2 separate regions of the Gossypium hirsutum genome follow, and region 1 is linked to region 2. The links are chromatin contacts, called in public Hi-C maps. All regions are on one chromosome and are shown on one strand. Each heading gives the region's core, a stretch centred on a gene start, on an enhancer-like site or on the middle of the called end of the contact. The rest is flanking DNA. Distances are from core to core; before and after follow the strand shown. Region 1 holds the start of LOC107930773 (probable isoprenylcysteine alpha-carbonyl methylesterase ICMEL1). Region 2 holds the start of LOC107894083 (dicarboxylate transporter 2.1, chloroplastic).

The links. Hi-C and Micro-C count contacts between places; a contact is called where the count stands out from the background.
Region 1: a contact with region 2 is called in a Hi-C map of leaf, with 1.6 times the contacts expected there. The contact joins the promoter of LOC107930773 here to the promoter of LOC107894083 in region 2. A contact is called at or near these places in 4 of 34 Hi-C or Micro-C datasets (callus and leaf).

The regions. Positions count from the first base shown.
Region 1 is chrA13:17,031,675-17,035,410 of Gossypium_hirsutum_v2.1, reverse strand. LOC107930773 (probable isoprenylcysteine alpha-carbonyl methylesterase ICMEL1) reads right to left here and starts at 2,085. Exons shown (of 10, transcript XM_041084994.1): 1 at 1,354-2,085; 2 at 429-500; 3 at 1-43. The coding sequence starts at 1,414.
Region 2 is chrA13:16,143,577-16,147,269 of Gossypium_hirsutum_v2.1, reverse strand. LOC107894083 (dicarboxylate transporter 2.1, chloroplastic) reads left to right here and starts at 2,039. Exons shown (of 6, transcript XM_041084992.1): 1 at 2,039-2,136; 2 at 2,422-3,171; 3 at 3,174-3,226. The coding sequence starts at 2,064.

The DNA.
Region 1 (3,736 bases), core at 836-3,335, 890 kb before region 2:
ATGCTCCTACGGACCTGTCTGGAGAAGAAGTAGTAAAAAGCAACTGCAAAAAGGAAAAGTAAGCTCATTATGCTATTTTAGATCCATCAAGTCAAATGTAAACTGAACAAAGAAACGCAGTGTCTCAAATTATGGTTTTGTTTGGTTCTGACTTTTGCTCTTTGCCTTTTGCTTCCAAGAAGATTGCTATAAAGCAAAATCATAATTGATTAAAAATGACTAAAATCTAACATGATTGTTCCATATAAATCTTAACATGTAAACTTTTTATTCAAAGAAGTTACATTTTAGTTTACATTAATCAAGAAGGTAGTTTGTTTTCGTAGCCAAATGCATCTTTTTCCTTTTTTCTCCTAAAGCAAACAGCAAGTAGTAAAAGCAACAATTAAAAAAACACAGTAATAAATAAATATGAATATAAGTATAACCTTGAATAAAACCTGGCATGAGCAACATAGCATAACAACCAAGGGCAAGGAACCTTGTGATCCATCTATAGCCTACCCTGAAAAATAGTCAACGATTAGGACACATCTCTTAGAAAAGTTGAACATAAAAGTCATATTAGCAGCTCAGCTGACAATAAAATAATAATAATAAACTCCAAGTCCTTGAGCGACATAAAAATGATGAAGGCATACCGATCTTGAAGTTTGAAGCCTCATGTATGAACGTACTTATATATCTCCTTCAACTAACTCCAAAGATTGAGTTTGTTAAATAATTATATCTCCTTAAATAACTCATGTATATTCTACTCACATTCATCAAGATTTTTCTTGAACTACAACGCATGAAACACTGTTCCTACATCTTCACTAGTCAGCTAACTAATTCATTTTCTGATATTGCCAAAAAGAATACCCTCAATTTCAGCTTAACCATCTCTACTCACTTTTTTTCCTAGCTATAAGACAAAGATTCTTTTTTCCCTAAAGTTAAAGTGCAACATTTCTTCATTGAAAACTTTGAATGGGTGTTAATTAACAGCAGGAATACAGCTTCATCAATAATCATCATTGGATTTTCCAATGTAATACACTATGTTACTTGGAATTGACAATGAGTGTTTTCCTAAGCTTGTCCATATATTTGGAGTATCATATCCCTATCCCCATACTCATGTGTTTGAAAAGATACAAGTACTTAAAGAAATGCAGAGTCAGAGTACATGGACTTTTACATAAATGGTCATCAATCACTAACATAAAAGTTAACACCCCTTACAACTCCAGGTATCAAATGAACACATTTCAAGCCCAGGTATTAAATTCATGCATGCCTCTCAATCTATGAGAAAGATTCCAAGCCCAAGATGTATAATCATAACAATACAGAGGAAAAGTATCGCACCCGAGATAACTAAGGAGCTTGAAACATAATCCAGAAAGGTAAAACGTCTCGTCAGCAACATGGCCTACTTCCCGGCTTATAGACTGGCGGGGAGTCTCATCGGCTAGCAAAGCGAGCGAGCTATCACTGGAATTCCGGAGAAATCTCTGCTGATGGTTGTTGGCAAAAGAAACAATATTGTTGTTAACGTTGCTTGTGGAATTGTAACTCGAAGCTCTGGGTAGGACAGGCGTAATAGGAATAGCCTTTTCAGGATCGAATTTTGACGAAATGAGGATGGTGGCCGATGGGTCAGCATCGATCTTAGCTTTGACCACCGTTTTGGCTGCCGACGCGGACGAGGAAGGGTGGCTGGATATGGGCAAGATTGGAGATGGCATACCTCTTTGTTGGTTGTTTTCAAAGCTTGAGGATGAATCCTTGAATTGGATTTTGTTAGCAAATACTAGTTTAGTTGTTCATGATGGTTTGTTTGTGGGAAAAAATGGGCCTCGAAAATTACTGTGTTAAATTCGAGGAAATCTCAGCCTGGGTTTAGGGTGGAGCCGAAGAAAAGCATGGATGAGACGGAGAAATGAAAAAAAAAGGAGATGGTTGAAGGGAATTGGAGGATCAGTAATGGCTGGTGGCGATTGGCTGAATAGCCCAATTTCTGCGTTGCCACATGGAGGTCTCTGTTTGGTAGTAGAAACTAGGCAAGTCTGTTTTCTTGGAATTTGATGATTTGGTAGAAAGTTGGAAACTTGGACGAGTAATCCTATTCTATGGTATTAACCAATGGTCAAATTTCGCTTTCAGTCCCTGTGCTTCAGTGAGGCTTGATATTTAATCCTTATACTTAAAAAGGGTTGAAAATAGAATCATCATTTGTTTCAATTTAAAGATCATTAATGTTGTCACAACTCACAACTAAATTCGATAAATTGGTTAAATTGAAAATGGGTGGTTCAAGTTGTCCAATTGGTGATATATAATTAAAAATTAGATTAAATAGTTATAAATTAATAAAAAATTGAAACAAAAAAATAATGGTCGATTATGTTTTTGTTATATTTTTTATGAAATTTTTATTTTTATTTAGTTATTATTGAACTGATGGCTTAATCGTTTAAATTGAAAATGAATTGTTTGACTAATTGAACCACTAATTTAATTTGATTTTTACAACATTATCTATTGATGAAAATATTACTAATACATTAAAAATTATCATCAATACGCTTACGTAATCATACCAACTTTAGAAGCAAATCATTATGGATCCAATACACATGCCTTATACTAAGGAAATTTTGACAAAAATTACTAATAATATCGATGAGTAGAATAAAATTTTGTAAAAAAAAAAAGTAGTAGAATTTAATTATTAACTTTTTAAGGAAAAATATTAAATCTTAATTTTTATAAAAAAATATAATCACTAAGAATATATTTTAACATAAACTAATTTAATATCCTTATAATTCTAAATATTTTGCTTAACTAAGTTGTTATCTTTGAATATTGTGTTTAAAGATTATAATAGAGTAGGGGAAGTGATGTTGTTAAGTCCGAAATGTATATTTGCAAAGATTTTTGTCAAAATTCGTCTATATTTACAAAAGATAGACGATTTAGTCTATTTTAGGTTTATTTATATTATTTTAAAATAATTTTTGTCAAAATTCATCTATATTTGCAAAAGACTAATTAAGTCCATTTTTAGGTTCATCTATATTATTTTAAAATTTTTAAAAATATATATTTATATCATTTCAATTTAATATTTAATAACTTTATATTTTTTTATTTATTGAAAATTTTTATATAGTCATCTTAACATTATTTTAATATTTACATTAGACTGGAATTATATATTTAGTATAAGTTTATTTTTTAAATATGTTATAAATTACATAATATATAAAAATAACATAATATAAAAAATTATAAACTTAAAAATAGCTAGATCGGGCTTGAGCTTGACTGTTTTGCCCAAACCCCCCAAATTTTGGGTAGGCTTTCGGGCCTAGACAGGTAGCCCGACTCATGAATAAGTTTAACCACATCTACCTCCGCTTTAAAATTGGCATGCTTCGTCTTATGATAACCACCGGTCTCAGACTATCATGCAGGCCTATCCAAATTGTTTTTAGGTGGCAAGATTGAATAATATTTTTTTGAGAAATCAAAACATAATTTTCTAATATATTAATTTATGATTTTATCATTTTTGGAAGGATTAAACATAATTTTCTTCTTCTGGAAGTCAAAATATAAATTTACGACTAAATTACCAAATAAAGCCTTTTTTTTAAAAAAATACAAAAATAAGCCGTTTTTTGAAAAAATACAGGAATGGGTCATTTTTTATAAAAAAAACACTTTCAACTGGAGTCTTTTT
Region 2 (3,693 bases), core at 790-3,289:
AGAGGGGTGTAGGTTCAAATTCAATGGGGTTGAGGTGCATTTTATGAACCAAAATGGTTGAAATTTTGTTGTTCTCAAAAATCTCATGTTTCATCTTTAGGAAACTGTGTTTCATAAGGCTCAAAATTTCGTAAACTCTCATTTATTTCAATTGTTTATTATGATTTTATTTGATAAATTAACTATAAACAATTTTGTTCATATTTTATTTTATATGTGTTTATTTATAATTAATTATATTTGTTTTTATCCAACAATATTTACGTAACATACACAAAATAATTATATTTATATAATGTAAAAAATAAATTGATGTATTTATTTTTTAAAATATGTATAATTAAATCGAAATTAAAATTTTATTAATAAATTTAAGGAACAACTAAAGTTGCTTGTATATAATTGCACCAAATCAAAATTCATACATCAAATTGCACATTATATTAATCTTCATATATAATTTTAATATTTTTATGCAATACAATTTCAAACTCATATACGCATCTAGACTATCACACAAGATAGAACCTACAGATCGATCCGCGACCTCAGGAACGTGTTGAATGCTTTTGACTAATAGGTCAAGATTCATAATTTTAAAATAAAAAAAATATAATTTTTGGCTCCTGAACTTTGCAACTAGTCTTGGTACCTGTGCCTTGTTTATTCACTTTGGTATCTGAACTTGACAACTAGATTCATTTTGATATTTAAACTTGAAAATTATAAAAGTTTGATGATGTGGCACTCTGACATTATGCCACATCATCACTTGAAGATTAAAAAAATTATATAAAATTTAAGGTGTTTGTGTGGTATAATCATAAAATGTCATATAAAATGTTCTAATAACCAAACCAATGGTTGAACAGATCAAACCAATATTTTTCATTTCAATTGATTTGATCAGTTCAATTGCTAGATCAACAATAATTAAAAATTTATAATAAAAAATTAAAAATATTAAACTGGTTCAACTTGTTGAACTACTAGTTTTTGCTTCAATGTTTGCTTTTCACCAATTTCAAACATTTTCCAGATCAATTGATTCGACCCTTTTATTTAACCATTACACTAATCGGTTCGACTGAACAATCTAGTTTTATTCCAATAACACTAATCATATAATTAAATCTTAATGAAATCTAAATTTAGAGACCAAAATAAATATAACTACCAAATTCAGATATCAAGTAAAATAAAAATTATATTAAAATATTAAAATAAATCTAATTATAGCGAAAAATTTATACCAAAAGAATATAGTAAAAGGCGACCGTGAACTATATCACAAAAGACCTTGTCTATCATATTGGGCCATGGAGGCCTGATTTTTGTTGCTATAAGTAGTTTAGCTCTCGCCTTTTCCTCATAATTTTCACGTTCTAATTTTTAAAAGATATTTTATTTAAAAGGTATATTATATTAGTAGTTATTAATTATTAATAATTTTTATCAATAAATTATAAAAAATTAAGAAATGATAATTTGATTTTTTTAGTTTTAGTCATTTAATTATTAGAATTTTTTTTGTCAGTGGCCATTAAATTATTTAACTTGATTGTTTTTAAAATTGTTATAATAGTAACTTTAACTCTTAACATTTATATATTATGTAAATTTAGTCTTAATTTCAAACTAATTAACTTTTAACATTTACACATGATATAATTTGATCTTTCTTTTCTTTTTTTTGTAATTTTACTTTTATTAGTGACATTGATGGTTGATTTTTTTATATTTCTAATTTTAGTATATTTTTTATTAAATATAATTAATAAATTTATTTTTTTATATAAAATAGTTAAAAAAATTAAATTCTAAAATATGTAAAGTCTAAAGATTAATTTTTTTAATTAAAATTAAAATTAAATTAAATTTACCATTTTACCCATTTTAAAAACGGTGACGTTATCTTCTCGCAACCATATAATCACTCATGTCTAAATTTTTTTTGAATAATTAAATTACCATTTTATTACTGAAAAAGTTATCCATATTATTCAGTACGAAATTTCAATAAAAAATCTGACATATTTATTTGTAATAATGTTTTCCACCACATGCCGAAGGAAAGACGGCAAATAAATACTTGTGGAGAACGACGGCAAATAAATACTTGTCGCCAAGAAGAAGGTAGAGATTCTTTCTAAATAAATTTCATTTCCTGTTGAATTATTGCATTGCAATTGTCAGCAAAAATAGAAATGAAAGTAAGTTACAAAGGTATAATTTCAGAAGGAAAAAGATAAAAAAATTTCCCACTCCATTTACTGGCAATTGCTCACCGGTTCCACTTTCTTTGGGATTTCTCCCTTTTTTTGTTTTTAATTTTAATCAAAATTCAAAGGTGCTCCAGAGTTTGATTTGTGTTTTCTCTTTCTGTTGATTTTCTTGGCATCCAAACAATGGAGAGTTTAGCCCTCCACTGCTCCTTCACCACCACCACCACTACTCCTTTCTCACTTAATCCCGGCATTTCCCTCCATTCCCGCTCTAAACCCATATCCAGATCATCCCCGCCGTCCATTTTCCCGCCATCTTCATTCCCCTCCCTCCGATCCCCTCTCAATTCTCTCTTGTTTTCCCCTCTTCCCAAACGAAGAAACCCTTTACTTTTCCTTACCCGTGCCACTTCTCAAAACGACAAAGACCCACCACCTCAAACAACACCTCCGCCGCCGCCACAAGGAGCTAAACTCCTCCCTTTCCTCATCTCAATTTCAATCGGCCTTATTGTTCGATTCCTAATCCCCATACCCGTGGAAGTAACACTCCAAGCCTGGCAACTCTTCGCCATCTTTTTGTCAACAATCACCGGTCTGGTCTTAAGCCCTTTACCCGTCGGCGCATGGGCTTTCTTAGGCCTCACAACTTCCATCGTTACCGGAACGCTGCCGTTCACCACCGCCTTCGGTGCCTTCACCAACGAAGTGATTTGGTTGATCGTTATTTCATTCTTCTTCGCTCGTGGGTTCGTTAAAACGGGGCTCGGTGATAGGATCGCTACTTACTTCGTCAAATGGTTGGGAAAAAGCACCTTGGGATTGTCTTATGGGTTGACTTTGAGTGAGGCCTTGATTGCACCGGCGATGCCTAGTACTACCGCTAGAGCCGGCGGAGTTTTTGTACCCATCATCAAGTCGTTGTCTCTGTCGGCGGGAAGCCGGCCCGGGATCCGTCGTCTCGGAAGCTTGGGAGTTACCTGGTTCAATCTCAGTTTCAGGTTAAGCCCATTTCTAGCTTATTAATGATTGGTCACATGCATAGTTTATTTGTTTCTTAATTGTTTATTTGAATTTATGGGTGGGGATGATTAAATTGTTAATTTGTGGAAGAAGAAGACTTCTGCCAGTCTAGTACCTTGAAATATCTATGAGTCTATTATATACGTATTTGGCTTATATCATAATTTGGTCCTTGAACTATAACTTCTTTTTTTAATTTTGGTACTTGAAACTTTTTTTCTCATTTTAGTACTTGAATTATCATTTTCATCTATTTTACCAAAAAAATTACTGATGTCCAATAAGAATATGCCACGTTTCATACTCTTATGGACAATTTTTTTTTTTTTTGGTAAATTAAGATAAAAATGACAATTTAGGTACGAAGTGGACAAAAAAATTTTAGGTACTGAGAAAAGGCAAATGATACAGAAGTTAAATTGTGATTTAAGCCTAAAAATTTATG